Linked DNA regions of Rattus norvegicus: region 2 is linked to region 1. A link is a contact called in public Hi-C data. All regions are on one chromosome and are shown on one strand. The core of a region is the stretch at or near the end of the contact, and the rest is flanking DNA. Distances in the headings are between cores, read along the strand shown.

Region 1 (5,895 bases), core at 2,217-4,716:
GTAACCTGCAACGTCAACAGACTGCAAAAGAGCTTCCTGTCATCCCTTCCCTAGACAAGGAAGACCAGACTTCTCTCTCCTGTGACCCAAGTTCATCTGAGGACTTCAGGTTCTCACAGTTGTCTAGCTAGCATGGTCTTGAACTTAGACAGGGAATTCCTGTAGTGGGGTTGCTCTCACCAGGGCCCAGGGCCCAGGGCTGCCCCCCCAATGTCCTGCACCCCATGTTATACTCCTTTCCACTCACGGTCTGATCTCTGGCTCTCTGACTACCAGTGTCCTCCATCCCACCAAGGAGAGGTGATCAATAAAAGAGATGCAGGTGTGACCAGACCAACATTCCAAGAGCTTTATTAGGCTTCTAAAGGTGGCCCTCGGGAAAAAGGGAAGATGGAACTCGTGTGCTGAAGAGGAATCACTTGGAAAATTCTTGGCAAACCATAATGAAAGAGAGGGCAGGAGGGAGGGACAAGAAAGGGGAAAACAGTAGTTGTGGGGAGGGGAGACCACAGTGCTGGGGGAGGGGTAGAAGGCAAGGGAAAGGGGAGGGGAAGGGGAGAGAGAAAGGGAAGGGAGAGGAGGGGAGGGGAGGGGGAAGAGGAAGGGGAAGGGGAGGGGTGCTTCTTGTCATTAACTGGACTGGGCTGCTTCTGGGTCTGACCTCACAGGCTGAAGGAGTCACACACTCCTTCCTTTCTATGTGTTGAAGGGGACAAGGCTGATGCTGGCCACCTCCCAGGACAGCCTGTAGCTTGGAGACTCTAGGCAATAGGGTAAATGAGAGTTGCTAAAAGCAACAGGAGAGGCCATGCCAATTTTGAGAACAGAGCAAAAAGAGACAGGAAGAGGGGAACAGAAAGGTAGGAGTGACAGAAGGCTGGAGCCTGGGAAGACCTTAGGGGAGGATTTTAGGGGAGGACCTTAGGGGAGGATCTTGGAGATGAGAAGCCCCAGAGACACAGTTGAGGAAAGTGGGATGTTTTCTTTGTGTTATAATGGCACAACTTTAAATTTCCTTAAAGAGACAGGGGACCATTGAATTTAGTTGTTTAGTGCTCTGGCTATTGGACCAGTCTTCTTTGAAAAGGACCTCAAGAACGATTTGAGTTACAGTGACATCAAACCCATCTCTTCTTCACAGAGAAAGGCATGGAAAGGAAGAAATAGCAGACTAGAATTGAGAATTTAAAAAGAAAAACCATTGGATTCCTATTACTATAAAGGAGTCTGGATGCAACAGGCTCAGGTGAACACAGGAAAGGACAGGAAGGATAGATGGTAAGGAGAGCTAAGTTCTGGTCAGAAATCTGATGCCACAGTCCTGAAAGTTTCCAGATAGGACACAAGTACCCGGAGATCCCAGCTTCTCAGAACGGCCAGTCTGAGCTTCCCTGTGAAGTCTTAGGAGGTGCACCTCAGAGGAATGGGCCTCTTACCCTCCTTTGAATGGGCACAAACTCTCACTGGCTGCCCTCGCTCCTGCTCCCCACACACAAGCACGCATGGCTTCTCAGCTGGAAATTTTAGGTGCACCTGCCATTGTTCCCACAGAAAACCATCTTAAAGCACAGCAGAAAGTCCTGCTGTGCCTGGAAATGGAGGGCAGTTGAACAACGCCTCATCCTTACAGGGACTGGGTGGGAAAGATGCTCTAAGCACAGGCATGAGGGAAGAAATCGATCGGGAAAGCCTAGCACATGAGACTGCAGAAATGAATACTGTTCCTCTTTCTAGGCGACAAACAGCGGACCACCGAGAAAAAGAGACAAGAGTGACATGGGCTTGTGACCATCTAGCAGGAAGCACTGCGTATAGTTGTGTTCCCTCCTGCCCTCTCTCATTCTCTGGCCAGCTGAGTCATGGGTTCCTGGCTAATCTTGGGAAGTCTTTCTTGGTTAGTCCGGTCTATAGCCCGAGGCTCCTGTTTTGAATATACTTTTCTCCTGGCAGAATGTCTGCACGGCATCTCAAGGTGGTTCACCTGTCACCAATGCCACCGGCAAACCCCTCTAGAGTCCCGGGGCCCTGGCTGCTGAGAGTCCTGCACCGCCATGAGCTCCTGCAGTGGCTTCTGTACTACTTCCCTTCTTCTTCTTCTAGCTGTTCGGGCCCCGCCCCCATCACGTCTTTCCCCAGGACGTCTACAGTACTTTCTCCGGCCCACTCATTACTCAGCTATACACCAATAGTGAGCAGTTTTTTTTTGGGGGGGGGGGTGTGCTGCACGAATCTTCCAGTTCCCACCTCATTCTGCAGGGGAACATCACCGATGGCAGCTCGCCACACCATTCTCAAAATTCTTAGGGGCTCAGCTGCTTCCTACTAAATTCTAACTTCTTATCCCTTCTCCAGTCCATTAGCCACCAGGCCGGCCGGCCTGGCACTCCTTCCTCCAGTCCAAGCTCAGTCAGCACCTCACAGACTTCTGGGATGCAAGCCTCTTCTGCTCCAATTGTATGCCCCTATGTTTAGTCCCTAAACCCAATTCATAGGAACTCAAACTGGCTAGACCCACGGTCACTTTCCCCCTGGTTCTTCACGGAAGGAAACACGTCCCATTCTTTGAGCCCCATTTTACTCTCTTCTGTCTCGTTCTAGTTGGAATTCTGAGCGTCTCTCTCGGTGAGTTTGAAATCTCAGGCTTTCCTTTGAGCAGTGGCTTGTGCATTGTCAACCCTCAGCAAACGTTCTTAGCTTTCTATCTGTTTGTAAGCTTCCACAGAATCTACGAATTCAGTCCTGTCTCCTAAACCAGACTGGCTGTCTACAGAAGCGCTTCCCTAATTTAAGAACCATTCGATTTCCCGGCGACTGGTTAACAAACAGCGTCTGGTTCTGGTCTAGGCAGAGGTCTGGGGTAATTCTAATAATCTTCGGGTGTGGTTGGGATCCATTCACACCTGTTGATTAGCTGCAAAGGTATCCCTAGGTGCATCTCCTGGCGTCCAAGTGGAGAACCCAACCCCTAGGGTGAGATGCTGGTTCCCACGAGGTCCCAGGAACTAGGGGCATCGAGTGACCAGGCGGCTCACTTACCTATGGTAGTTACCACTGTGCCCACGAAGTAGAAGGCGCCCGTGAAGTCCCAGCGAGGGCGCACGCTGTCCATGCGGATGCCCGCCTTGGTGGCTTCCTCGTAGTGGCGGAGGAAGCCTCGCAGCTCTTCGCGGCTCAGGTTGTGGCCCCTGCTGAAGTTGGCCAGGCGCTCTTCCCAGCGCTGCTTGGCCTGCAGCTCCTGCGCTAGCTCCAGCGCGGAGAAGACTGCGGCGCCGCCCAGCAGGTAAAGCAGGATGAGCCCCGCGAGCAGCAGGAAGCGCGCGTTGTCCTCGTTCAGGTGGCCGGGGCTGCAGCTGCAACCGCGGCCAGCCATGGCACTGGAGGACAACCCCGCGAGGGTCGCTGCCCGCGGACTTGTGCCCACGCCCCTGGTAAGATCCGGCTCTGCGGATCTTAGCCCGCTCTGCCTGCGGGCTCGCCCATGCCCGCCGCGCGCTCCCTAAGGCGGCGTGGATCTCCGGGCCACCGCCTCCTCCGTTGTTCCTGTGGAGCCAGCTCCCCACGTCCGCCTGGACTCGTGGTTTCGAATCCGCTTTGTCGCCGCCGCCTCCTCGTCCGCTCTGGAGTTCTCCTTAAGGCCGAAGACCAGAGGGTCGGGGTACGGAGTCTGCTTCGGCTTGGTGTGGGGGTGCGGGCGACCGGGGTTCACCCGGGCTCCTAATTTTGCTCAGATTGGGGAGGGGGCGTGGCGTGCCTTCAAGGCAAACTCCATAAAACTTGAACTCATCTTGAAGAAAAGGTAGTGGGTCCAGAGAGAATCGGTGGGTAAGCTTAACATCAAGGTCCGGGTTCCTCCGAACATTGCTTTCCAAGCTGTGGTGGCTGGGACACAGGCTGTCCTCTGTCTTCGGTGCCTCTCCAGGTGGATCTGTATTGCGTATCGGTGACAATGTCCCGCTGAGCCTCTGTCAACCAGAACAACCAAGGCTCAGAGGCTGGGACCGGTCTGGGACAGACGCACGGATGCAGGGACAGTGCGAAGGGCAGATCAGCCGGCTCGGATCTCCACTGGGCACACGGGCTCCGCAGCAGCATGAGGGCGGACCGCTGTGGGGAGGAGAGCAGAGGGGGAGGTTGGAACAGTGAAGGAAGTTAGAAGCATCCTCCCAGGGCGCCTTTCTTGACTTCCCCCTAACCAGAGTGCCCTTGGCCTCTAGGCCCTGCACTGGGCGTTCTCTGTCGCCACAGGCAGGCCCTGCTAGCCCATCTCCCGGAGAGCTGGCCAAGGGCAGCGGCCAGAAGAGTTCCATCTCTTCCACCGGTTTTGATCGCCTCGGCTCTGTAGTTCTTGCGCAGTCAATGGCCCTGAGCGGAGTGCTCCAAGCTACAACATGCAAGCCGGGAGCAGGGCTCTTCAGCGAACCGCTGGGGCGCCCACCCAGAGACCCCAACTTGCGGTGGGCTCTGGAGCCACTGTCGCGTTCGCGTCTCACCTCCCCAAACGCACCTGCTCTGTGCGACAGGTTCAGGATGGTCCCGGGCTCCCCTTCTCAAATGGTCTTGCCCTGCCCAGTGGGGCTGGGAGCAGAAGTCGGTGCCCGGAGCTGCCTTCTCTGTGGAGTGCTCAAACACTGCAACAGGTGGAGCCCTGCTGCTGCCAACCGTGGCGACTCCACCCGGTGTCCGCCTCTTGGCCTCAGGGCCAGTCTCCTACGCAGGTCTCCGCCCGCGATCGCCGGGAGCTCGGAAGGGAGCAGCGATGCTTCCACCCGGTTGTGCCGATCCCTGGAGTGGTTGTTTAAGAGGTCGAGAGCCTCGATGGTCTGCATGTTCTGGCCCTCTGGGGCCAGAAGAGGGCGCTGCGTGCCCTTCAGACACACCTGGTCCCCAGCCGTTTAGCCACAGGGGATCGAATATATCCGCGTGAAGGAATGGATTCATAGCCACCCACGATCTAAACAGAATTTCTCCGCCTTTGGAGAGAGTGGTCCCAGGAGACCCACCCACACGATACTTGCCAGAAACAGAACTAGAAAAGCTTGCAGTTCTGTTGAATAGATGCAGTGATTTTGAGGAGAGTAACTAACAGACATTAATTTTGCTTTGTGTCTCCGGGAGAGGAAGAACTTTAGAGGAGGGTATCGAATACACACCCAGAGTGAGTATCCCAATTACCTTTACTAGCTTAAGAAAAATTTCAAGTACATCAAAATTAAACGAATTTTACAATGATACAACACAACGCCACCTAGATTCTACAAGTGACAGTTTACCAGGTTTGATCGTATTTACCCGTTCTTTTCTATTCACCAACCCACTCGGGGATGCTGTTTGAAAGGTTGCAGACATCCGCACACTTTCACCCCATCTCCAACCAGTATTAGCCATTATTAAGAGTTCCATACTCGGATGTTTGCTTTTGTGGTAACATTTGCATACAATGGCATGCAAATGTATCATTAGGTGAGTTCTGACAAACTATCTTTGGGAGCCAAACAACGGTGATCTCCCTCCTTTATCATCTAAAAGCCACCAACTGATTAAAGCTCCCACAAATATCTTGCCGGCCAATCTCCACGCTCATTCCTGCAGAGGGAACCACTAGCTGGATTTCTTTTTCTATTGAGGATTATTTCTCCTTTATAGAATTTGGTTTTGCCTATTCAGGTCTTTGGACTCATGAGAATCAGTTACGTGTCTTATGTAAAGTGTGTTTCTGAAGCATACTGCCTGACGTCATTTCAAAGTAGCTCTTCTAACCAACAACAATGCAGAGTCCGTATCCTATAGACCCTTGACAGTGTCAGCCATTTTAGTTTTAAGCCCTCTGTATACAGGCACATCAACATATCTCCTCGGGACTTTGTGTCTTCTAGATACCTTGTATATTGGACATTT
Region 2 (5,902 bases), core at 2,322-4,821, 150 kb before region 1:
TTACTTTATGGTCATCGGAAGGCCATCAAAAAACTTTAAGTTCAGGGTTGGCAAGATGCCTCAGTGGTTAAAGAGCTTGCTGCCAAGCCTGAAGACCTGAGTTCTATCCCTCCGACCCCCATGGCTGAAGGACAGAACTGAGTCCTGCAGGTACTTTGCCCTCCACACACTCACAGTTGAATCTGAGCGCACGACGAGCTCGCGTGGGCCCCACCCCACATACACACAGTGACAGAAGAGCTGTGATAAGGGGACTGAAGAGATGGCGTGGCGGTGAAGAGCACGGGCTGCTCTTCCAGAGGACCTGGGTTCGGTTCTCAGTACCCACATGGCAGCTCACAACCATGTGTGTGGCAGGTAAAACATTCATATACCTAAAATAATTCTTAAAAACTAACAAAAATAGGGGCTGGGGATTTAGCTCAGTGGTAGAGCGCTTACCTAGGAAGCGCAAGGCCCTGGGTTCGGTCCCCAGCTCTGAAAAAAAGAACCAAAAAAAAAAAAAAAAAAAACCCAAACTAACAAAAATAAACTTAAGTTCAGACACAGCCAAGTGTTACTACAGCAACTCCTCACTTTACAGCTCTAGAGCATGCAAGTGTTTCTGACACTGGGCTGGTAGGTTAGACTCCATCCCCACTGTAGTGCATTAATCCAGCACGCAGGAAGCTGCTGTAAGAGGATCACAAACTTGGATCATAAAACCGAGAGCCTGTGTCACAGCGGCCACGGCCACTGAGATAAAGGCTCTGTGAGTAAGGGACCTGCAGCAAAGCCCACGCTCTAAGTTCCTCATCCTCAGAAGGTGACAGGAGAGAGCCAACCCCAAAGGTTGTCCTGGAACACATGTGCCCTCCATAAAATAATAAAAAGTTAAAAAGCAGTGACTTAGATGTGTGATACCTCGGAGGGGTTAGCTACCTAGAGACAGTGAATAGGGTGTCTGTCTGTCTGTCTGTCTTTCTCTCTCTTTCGAGAAAGGTCTGTCTGTGTAGCCCTGGCTGGCTGGAGCTCAGGGATGACTGAGTGCTGGGATTACTGAGGTGCTCCATGGCCCACTGTGATCGGTTAGCATGAGACAGACTCATGTAACACTGTATTTTAAGATAAAGTGTAACTTCCACATCAACCCAGTAGAGGGCTACGGCAGGTTAATAAGTAGAGTGGGGTTATCCAGAGCTAGCTTCAGTCTTCCCAGTTCTTCCTGCCTTCCTCTGTTCTCCAGGCTACATGCAGAGTCCTTTCCCTGGGGGCTGGGCACAGCAGAAGAGCAGGCATTACCCAGTGGCAGTTTGCTGGCAGCATCTGGTCCCTTGGTTTTCTTCTTCTTTTTCCCCACTCTAGTTGGGACAGGAGGTTCATATTTCTTTTTCTTGTCCTTCAGTTTTTAGAAGAGTAGGAAAAAGATGTCACATAGAAACCAGAAAAAGGGAACACTTTTTTTTTTTTTTTTGGTGATATTACTTCTTACATGTACCAAAACTCATACAACAATGAGTTCTGGGTTGCAAAAGAGGGTTTGTTCTTGCACCTGTTGTTCAGTCTTTCTCCACTAGTTCAACAAAAACCCATACAAGTGCGAAAGAAAACACTTTTTTTTTTGGTGTTGCTACCATCTATTTCTAGGGGTACACATGTTCTCATCTTTTAGGATATGTAAAACAACTATTTCCTTTATTAATTTTTAAAATTAAGATATGGTTACATTATTTCCTTCTTCCCTCTCATCCCCACCTCACACAGATGGCGTCTCTCTCTCTCTCTCCATATATATATATATATGTATATACATATACATATACATATATACACACACATATGTATATATGTATATATTATATAAGATATATATATCCTGAGTCTGCAAAATGACCTCCTTTAAGAAGCAGATTTCACATTCCTGCTCTCCTGATAAGATCTTACTCCAGCATGTAGGTGTAATCTCTTTATAGAAATGGCAGTGACTCAAGATGTTTTCAGTAAGTAGACAGAGGTCAGAGTTGAGCTATTTGCCTAGTTTGGTTAGACGAGGCACTTCTCATCCCTCAGTAAGTTAAACACTTATAGGTGATCGACTTGAAAACTTCCACAATGTTCATGCTTTAAAAAACAAAACAAAACAAAACAAATGAACTCCTGGCAAAGAATTCTTTAGAAAATGAAACCAGTTACCCATGTGTACACACACAGGGTTACTGAAGTAACTGCATCCCTTTGCTTCTTAAAGTTTGTGGCACCATAAAGAACTCGCCAAGACCTAAGGCAGTTTCTATGGCACGATCAGATCTTATCTTACCTTGTCATCCTTCTTGCCACCCCCAGGACCATGGCCACCACTCTGACTTTGACCCTGGGGGATGAAAAAGACAGACACACATAAATCCAGGATATGGCCACTTCAAAGGAACAGCCTGCTGGTGCTGTACTCTAAAACACAAGCACGTCCCCACTGTAGCGTGTGGGTACTGAGGACCTGGCAGACCACGTGTGCATTTACTGAGGAGACATTACTTGCCTCTTAGGCCCAAGACCCATTCGATGATGATTCCTAAAGTCCCCCTAATACACAGACAGATCAAAGGACCAAGGTCCAGGGAGGTTAACGGACTTGTGTATTGTCACAAAGCGTGTTAGATAGAAATCATGGTTAAGTTCTGCTGTATCACAAACCCTGCATGTTTTTCAACTGCTCTAGAAAAGAAAGGATTTGTGTTCCACCAACGGCCACTTACTGCTTTTCTGTTTCCTCATTGAAATGGGGTCACTAAAAATAATCTTCGGGGTTGTTCTAAGAAATAAGAACAACTCTGGGAAAACGCCCGGCGCATGTTTGTAATACTTTTCAAAGTCTTCACAGGTCCTTTGTGGGTTCTGGCCTTCACCCACATTCAGAAGCACTGGTCTAGCAACTGAATGTGGTTCAGACTGACTTCAGGGCTGCCTCAAGGGGCTGTCTCCTTTTGTATTTTGGGACCGTCTGCCCTGCCCCAGTTTCACTCAGATATTAGCACGGATTACTCTCTTAATTTAGGCCTCTACTCAGACTTCGCATCCACGGAGGGTCCTTCGGTGACACCCTATCAAAAACAGCCACCTTCTTACAACACAGCCACAAAACGATCTGTCCCGGTCCTGTTCCCTGACATATTTATTGTCTCCCTTCTCTAGAACGGAAGCACCACGGAAGAAGCGACGTCAACCGTGTTCGCCCGGTACTCTCGGTGCCTACATCCGAATCCGGTCCAACAAACCAAACCGGAGAACGCTGAGCCGTCGGCGGATATATACTACGCTGGTTCTGCGGCTCAGCCGCTGTCCCCAGCGTCCTCCGGGTTGTCCCGCTCGGCTCTACCCCTTCAGAAACCACTCGATCGGGTCACAGCAGGTCTGCTCCGTAGCTCCCCGGGCGCCGTGCGCCTTGCCCGCGTCCGCCGAGGAGTGAGACACGCTCCGACCCGCGGGCTGCGATGAACCCGAGCGCCGGATCGCCTAGTCCTCCCGCCTCGCAGCGCTTCGGTACCCGGGACTACCAGCCGAAACCCTTAGTCACTCACCATCTTCCTTCAGTCGTCCAAGTCGCCGCCGCCGGAAGCGCATCCACCAAAGCGACCCTGCCAGGAGCGGAAGTGACTTAAAAAAAAAAAAAAAAAAAAGGAGAGATTCTACGGAAGCCTATCGGGACAAACTTCCTCACGGGAGAAGTTGCTCACTAAGGGTTTAGTCCAGCGATTGGTTAAACACGTGGGCAAACTTAAAATAATTTACTTGAGGGAATCCTAAGTAGCTGCTGTTGGGCTTTTGTCAATAACTTAAGACAATGACCTTGGGTGTCAAAGACTTAGGGAAAATTTGAAAATTTAAAAAATTTAAAAGAATGCAAATATTATAACTGCGAAGAAGTATTTGTGTCAAGCAGGAATGGCACTTGGGGCTGAGAAGTTGATGTTCTTCTTTAGTTTCCGGAATTTGCCAGCTGTCTTGAGAATATTTCTCCGCCTAAAGTCATCTAAATGTGTGCGTCTTTTTTTTTTTTTTTTTTTTTTAATTTCTGCTGATGAAAAGGGACTGATGATGGCTAATACTGTGTTGAAATTTCTCTTGAGGAGCTGGAGGGACGGCTCAGCAGCAAAGAGCAGGGGACCCACACGACGGCTAACAACCATCCAGGGCCCCTGCAAGCATGTGGTGTGCAAACGCATACATGTAAACATAAATAAAATAATTAGAAATTTTAAAAAAGGCAGGACACTGAAAGTCGACAGAGTCCAAGTGACACTGAGGAGGGACACAACTCTCATTTGGGACCCTGGGCAGGTGCTACACGTTGCTATTATTGGTGTTATTAGCACTAACGACACGTTCTTTATGTTGTCAGTGTAAGTTTTCCTTGTGTTCCTATTCCTAAGTGAGAATTCGAGGGATAGGAAATCGGACTCCCTAATTGGCAGCTTCTTTGAACATAAGAATGGTTAGTCAAACAGCCCGAGGGCTGGTTATTTTGAATACTCCACAGTCACATCGAGAAAGCTGTACACAATCACAGTTGATTGCCTTAGCTGTTTCAAACACTTTGAACTGGACGATCTGTTATCACCTCAAAGAACTCCAGAAGACCCTGCAATACATTTCTACCCAGACCAGATGGGGTTCATTTTCCCCCGATGGTCTAGCAGACAGAAACTGCTGTAAGGTGGATTAGAGAGGCAGGGTGGTTGGTGTAAACACAAACCTTCAGCCGTACACGGGTGTGCTATGGCTAGCCCAATCTTACTATAGATACGGGCTGCTTCATGCTTGCTCAGGGATTGGCTGGAGGACACTCCCACGCTGCCTCCCTGGATTTTGTTAACACGAGGCTCAATAAAAGTCTTCCTTTGGTCTTGTCTTGCCTGCTTTGGTGGTAAAGGAAGGAAGTTAAAATTACTTTTGGGAGGTTGGAGACATGAACTGGTAACACGAAGAAAGAAAGGGCAGATGCAGCAGATCCGTGGTGACGACAAAGGCAGTGGACCAACAGCAGCCGCAATGCTTAGGTCGCCTGATTGGCCGCTGAGCAATTGGTAGGCGGCAACTGAATTATTTGGTAGCCGTCTAAGACAGAGGAAGAAGGGTGATAGAAGCAGAGAGCTCAGGAGCAAAAAAGTTCCAAGTGGAAAGGTTTAAATGGCTCTGGTCTGTATTAAACGTGGCATACTGCAAGGCCAGCATTGCCTGGGAATGTCACCCTAATAGGACCGAAAGGACAGGAGGACCCCTATGAGGCCAGCACACACATCACCAACGCTTAAGACTTACCTTCTGTGGGGCATACAAGAGGCAGAAGTGCCTCGGTCACATATTAAAAATGTCTCCTAAAAAAAAAAAAAAGTCTCCTCCCCCCCCCCCTCCACACAGTGATCGCTGGAACTCTCCCTCCTTTTCACCCACACTCACCATCTCCCCAAGCACTGGGAGAGACTTCACTAACTCTGCTTGCTTTTACCTGTCTGTCATGGAGTAAAAGTAAATTTTGTAGGTTTTTTTGTTGTTGTTCTATTTATTAGTTTCTATTTCTTGGGTTTCCATTTCTTGGGAGAGAGGTGGTGTCTGTACTGATTCAGCCCAGGAGAAGCTGTGTGCTTTAGAAGTTAGGGTTGGGGATAGGGAGAAGGGGAGAGGCTGGGAGAGGGGAGGGAGAGGGTGGAGATTATGAATAGTCACACACGGTGGTTTGAGAATGTCTTGGCTAATGCCACCACAATGAGGACCAAGCCAGACGAAGCTTCCTTTCCTCCATGTCTAGGCATCTCATGGTCATCTGGTGGGTTTGTCTCTGCCGTACATGAGTGTACCACTTCTGTCAAGGTCACAGCTCAGATCTCTTGGACACCCTGTGACATCCATGCAGCAGCTAGTTTCTGAA

The links. A called contact is a pair of places that touch in the nucleus more often than the background predicts.
Region 2: a contact with region 1 is called in a Hi-C map of Schwann cells, with 6 times the contacts expected there. The contact joins the promoter of Psmc1 here to the promoter of Kcnk13 in region 1. A contact is called at or near these places in 8 of 12 Hi-C or Micro-C datasets (the A7r5 cell line, Schwann cells, frontal cortex and 5 more) and 1 of 1 datasets of contacts at active chromatin or transcription factors (oligodendrocytes).

What each region holds. Positions count from the first base shown.
Region 1 is chr6:124,969,380-124,975,274 of GRCr8, reverse strand. Kcnk13 (potassium two pore domain channel subfamily K member 13) reads right to left here and starts at 3,466. Exons shown (of 2, transcript NM_022293.2): 1 at 3,037-3,466. The coding sequence starts at 3,370.
Region 2 is chr6:125,120,166-125,126,067 of GRCr8, reverse strand. It overlaps Psmc1 (proteasome 26S subunit, ATPase 1), which reads right to left and starts at 3,571. Exons shown (of 11, transcript NM_057123.2): 1 at 3,555-3,571; 2 at 2,297-2,350; 3 at 1,282-1,378. The coding sequence starts at 3,557. LOC120093474 (small nucleolar RNA SNORA40) reads right to left here and starts at 1,581; the gene lies at 1,457-1,581.